Regions from separate parts of the Muntiacus reevesi genome. Here region 1 is linked to region 2. The links are chromatin contacts, called in public Hi-C maps. All regions are on one chromosome and are shown on one strand. Each heading gives the region's core, a stretch centred on a gene start, on an enhancer-like site or on the middle of the called end of the contact. The rest is flanking DNA. Distances are from core to core; before and after follow the strand shown.

The links. Hi-C and Micro-C count contacts between places; a contact is called where the count stands out from the background.
Region 1: a Hi-C map of muscle shows a contact between it and region 2, with 5 times the contacts expected there. The contact joins the promoter of ARRDC3 here to the promoter of LYSMD3 in region 2. A contact is called at or near these places in 2 of 3 Hi-C or Micro-C datasets (blood and muscle).

The regions. Positions count from the first base shown.
Region 1 is chr1:267,050,241-267,052,940 of mMunRee1.1, forward strand. It overlaps ARRDC3 (arrestin domain containing 3), which reads right to left and starts at 1,378. Exons shown (of 8, transcript XR_010664416.1): 1 at 850-1,378.
Region 2 is chr1:266,284,454-266,287,153 of mMunRee1.1, forward strand. It overlaps LYSMD3 (LysM domain containing 3), which reads right to left and starts at 1,327. Exons shown (of 3, transcript XM_065935977.1): 1 at 1,135-1,327.

The DNA.
Region 1 (2,700 bases), core at 128-2,627, 770 kb after region 2:
AACCATTTAAACAATAGATTGGAAATCTCAGGACCCCCTTTCCCTTTGACAACCCTTTATCTTCCTTTTCTAACCAAAAATCAAATCCAATGAGCCGAATACTTTTCAATTCCATTTGACTGGCAGGGGTTTCATTGAATCCACGTTCCAAAGTTAGGCATGATGCTCGGAAGAGAAAATTTCTGACCCTAATGACTTCTAAAACTGATTTTTAACACATCATCATGATAGGTGTTGTCCTTTAAAGTAGAGAACGCCTGATGTAAATTTCTGAAGGAATTGGAAAGAATAGGGAAAAAACACGTGGGGTGTTGATACCATATGTCAAAATAAGCCACAGAAACCCTTTATTAAAGAACTACGGTCAATTCTTTAAAAGTCTTTTGCGTGTCAGTATTAAAAAATGAAAGACACCTATTAACCCACTTTAAAGTGTTATTTCTTCATTGAAGCTTAGTTTTTAAGATCTCAGGTTGCAGCGTATAAGGGGAAAATCTAATATTGGACTGCAGCTTTTAGCAATTCATTTGAAAACATATAAGTAAAATTACTGAATCGGTTTTAATTTATATGTAAGGTTGAAATGGATTCCAAATGCGTATGGCACAAACCAAGCCAGGTATAGAGGTAGTTGAATAAGTGCAGTTTGCAGTCACTTTGCAGATGCCTGCATGCGTTACGGCTTAACACACGATAAATGTCAAGGAGAATACAAATCTAACTTTGCTAACCTTTATCAAACTGCTATATGTTTCTAGGAGCAGGATTAGTTTAATTCAGAAAAATCGAAAAGGTACTTTCCAAAGAAAGGTCTAATAATTTCTTAACAATGTTAAAAAAAAAACTTACCTCTTTCGTGTCCAATTAAGATGTCTTTATGGTTGAAATATTCTACTTCTTCAGTGTAATTCTGTGTATAGGCAGTATTGGAGCCGGCGTTTCTCGATTCGGTCCAGCGTACTTTCGCATGTCCTCTTGCATGAATTTTAAGAGATTTTACTCTGATTTCCCCCGTAACTTCTAAGTTCACCCTTCCTGAGACTGTATCCCCACTAGAATACACAGGGACATTGCTGTCATTAAGACAGTCAAAGCTTATTGTCAAACTCTTTACCTTTCCCAGCACCATGTTTATAACAAAATCTATAAAAAATATAATGTAAGACAAAAAAAGTCAAGATCACATATACGATGTGATCCTCACTTAACACTGATCGATGTCTTTGCCGTGCAAAAAGCTTGCAGGCAGATCAGCGATTCTTTACAAATAGTTCATTGAGATTTCTTAAAAAGTCAGGGCAGCACAGAGGCTGTTGGCTGCTCCGCGCTCCTGCGAGTCTCAGTGGTCTCCTTACAAAGACGGGCGGCTGGAAGCTGCCAGCTCACTTTAAGAGGCGCTTTGTGAAAAACAACCCCGGTGCGCATGCGCACGCCGCGGCTGCTGTCGGCCCTCCCAGCGCGCCCCCTCCCGCGCCCGGCTCGCTCCCTGGCTCTTTTGCTCGCTCGCGGGTACAGTAGGTGTAAGCCACGGGAGGAAGACACTGGGGCTGCCGGGAGGCTGAACCAGACTTCTCTGCATTGTGGCCTCCTATTGGTAGGCAGGCTACCGTAAACCCTCGATGTGCTAGCCGGAGTCCCTTACCGAGCACACTCTAGTAGAAAGATGATGGCCGAGGGGGCCACCGGGGGACAAGGTTTGGGTGGGGAGCTGTTTGCAAAGGCCAGTAAGGATAAAACTGCTGAGTGACCGGCCCGAAGCGTGCGTTCCCGGCACTGCAGAGTTTTGCCCACTGCCTGGATGGGAGGAGGAAAAAGTGATGTGTGTAGAGAGATGGGGGAAGGGGAGAAACCGGTTGGGCAAGGGCTGGTCGCTGAGCATAATCTTAACGAATTTCAAAAGAAAGAAAATGTAATAAAAACCAGAGAAGAGATAATGTTCAGTAGCCAAGAGCATTCTTGGCTTGGGTTTTTTAAAAAAAGACCAGTGCCTCGTAGGCAGAGTGGAAGTGACCCAGTCGAAACCTTAAAAGAGATTGCAATAAGGAGTAAGGAAGAGAAGCTTCTATAATTTAGTACATATTTTGCTTTCTCCTCCACTGCTTTCTCTTCCATCTCTTAATTTGATAGCAATGAAAAACAACCAAGATGTCTGCTTGATGACACCAGGGGAAAAAGGTTTGACCACTTCCTCGAAGGAAGAAGCCATCCTTTTTTTGAGACACCACCTACAGCTAGATTTGCGGGGTATGACATGATTGCAATTCCTGTGTCCATAGGGTTAAGAATAGGAATTGGTCTAAAAAAGTACCACCTTATAAAAGGCAGCATGACATAGTGTTTTAGCTGACACAATGTTTACAGCAGCATTGAAAAATCATTGTTAGAAGTTAGTGAAGCCCAGAGGATGGTTTTTTTTTTTTTTTAAAGAATGATTTGTTATATAACTAGGACTTAATTCTGTGAAGCTTTAATTTTAATTTTCAGCTTTGGACTGTTCAACATAATAATTCACATAATACATCTATCTTAAGGGCAAGTACATTTGTCTATTGAGAATGTTTTGGTAACAAATTGGAGTGCTTTGGTGTATCACATGGGAAGCAAGGCTTAACAGCATAAAATTATCTAGATTGTATGGAGTCAATGAAATTACCTGTAAGAGAGAAATGGGGAGAAAAGAATATGAATCTCAAATTATGT
Region 2 (2,700 bases), core at 77-2,576:
CACTCCGGTATTCTTGCCTGGAGAATCCCAGGCACAGAGGAGCCTGGTGGGCTACAGTCCACAGGGTCGCAGAGAGTCGGACACGACTGAAGCCACTTAGCAGCAGCAACTCCATGATTCACTGAGAAACAGTATATCTGTCTGACGATCTCCACTCCCCTTGTACTGAAGTAACGCAGGCAGTAGAATACCACAAACTGGATAGTTTGTTTCTGAATAATCAAGAGTTGGTTGTGTCCCTAATTGACATGAAAACCTAGACTCTGGCCCTGGCATATATAATTATCTCAGCCAACTATATAAAAGATTACAAAGTACACAGTAGTGAAGTCATCTGGCTCAATTCGCTCCACCTGTTACAGTTCTCTTAAGGCAGGACAGAATGCACAAATGCCTCCTTCAGAAAACTGAAACAAGCCTGCATGCTGTGTAGATTACAAGAACTGGCAAAAAAGTAACCCAATGGACCCCGTGTTAAAGCACTCATCAGCTCACTCGGTAACTGAAAATTATTTCCCAAGGCCTGCGTGCTCTATAAATGCTGTTGGGTGTTTTCGCTTTGACATTCCTTAAGCAAGCAGCAATAAAAGGGCCAGAGGTCACAAGCTACTTCAGCACTGGAAGAGTATCAGAGAGACTGTTTTCTCAGGGTCAATCGAGTTTCTAAAAACTTAACTTCCCTCCTCCTCCTCTCCACACATCTAGTTCTTTTTTCTTTCTCTGTTACACCTAGCGAAGGTTAAACCTCAGATCCCTATGTTGTCATCGCACTTGGGACGATGTGGACCAGATGCTGTCAACGAATATTCAACACAAACACGAGGTTGTGGGAGAAAGGTGTCTAGTTGGGAAATCTGCTGCTCCGGGATTCGGGCAGGAAGAAGCCTTTCCTCTGAGCCTCAGTTTCCCCGAGAGTGTAACAAGGGGCTTTGGGGGAGCTGGTCTCGAAAGTCTCCGCTGCCTCGAAGTCTCTTCCAAGCGGTGCCGGGGTCCGAGCTCCCGACAGCCGGCCCGCCACATCTGCGGCCGCTGGGTCCGCGCCGCCTCCAGCGAAGGTGCAGCCGGGGCCCCAACGTCGCCGGCCGGACCCGGTCACCCCCTACCCCCGCACCCACCTCTGGCCGCCATCTTTACCTGTCCCGTTAGCAGGGGGGACTCAACGAAGAGACCGCCACCAGGTCCGCCGCCGCCGTCCCGGGCCAGTTCATGGCCAAGCCTCCGTCTCTGACTGCCCCTGTCTTCCACCGTCGTCGCCGCTGCCGCCGCCGCCGCCGCCACCACCACCAACGTCTCCGCCTTTCGTGCCGTGCGCCGCCGCCACGTCCGCAAACCTGCCGTGCGTCATCGCGTCAAGTGGGCGGAGGTGGGATGGGACCAGGAGGAGGCGGAGGGCGGGGGCGCGAGGGCGAGCCCAAGAGCCCTGGACTCCCTAACCACAAGCCGACACAGGCGCGCAGGCGCAGGGATTCCGCCGCAGCCCGGAAGTCGGGTGCGGGTTCCAGCCCCGCCCCTGAAGCCAGCCCCGCCCCTGAAGCCAGCCCCGCCCCTGAAGCCAGCCCCGCCCCTGACTCCTCCCCTCCGATCCCGCCCCTTCATTTTCCCCAGTACATAAAAGCTTCAGGGCCAAGTCCGCAGCCTAATCCAGCTATTTGGGCAGACGTCGTGTAGTCGTCTGTTTCTTTCGCACAGCGTAGGCAAAGACTCGCTGGAAAACACTGAGGGGGCGGGGGAGGTACCGAGGGTTTGTGAGGGTTTGTCCGGGGCTGCTGTGCATTTCCTCTTTGCCTCTGAAGGTTTCTGTGGTGTGGGGAAGGACGCCCCAAAGCATAGTATTGACATCCATATTTTAAATTATTCCATGCTTCTTGCTCTTCGAACTGAATCCTCTCGACTCCTGCTGAAAAGACAAAATACTGGAGGAAAAAAAACCCTTGGGCGGCGGCGGACAATTGTTTCAGCCTTTATATTCTTAGATGAGGAAAGTGAGCCACCTAGAGTTAGGCCCCATAAAATGTTTGCCCTCGAGCCGGGGTTTTCAGGCCTCCTTTTCTCAATTAGACATGGCTGTTTACAAATGGCAACTTAATTTGTTTGGAAAATTAACTGAAAGCCTACCACGTTTGTTTTGGAGGCAATAAGATTTTAGTTTGTTAAATGACAAACTCATGACATCATACATGGTGCTTCTCAGAAGTTTACTGAACGAGTGTAATAACGTGTTTGAATTTATGTAAATAAGTGTAAAGCGTTTTTAATGATGTGCGTAATGTCTCCCAGTGTTGACGTTAGACTTTACACTTTGACGACCAGGCTGTTCTTATGACAATATGCATTTTAGACCCAAACAGGCAGGGTGCAGTGTACTTCCTTGAGGAATGTCTGAATATTTATGCATCATGAAGTCTTTGAAGCTTTGTTTTAGATTATTTTCAAAGATTATATTTTCTGTTTTCTGGGAAGCGCCTCAGTAAAGGTTAGGAATTCTGCATTGCAATATTTTTTCTTTTATTTCTGGAGATAGGCACTGTGCTCCACAATGCAACAAAAAAAACTGGAGTAGAAGAGTTAAAAAAAAAAAAAAAAAAACACGTTTTTTAAGTTTGTCGGAGCTGTTCTGTGTGCTGTTGCCCTTCTGACACCCCTGTCTGTAACCATTTATCACTGAGACATTTTCTCATCAGTAGACAAAGGATATTTTCC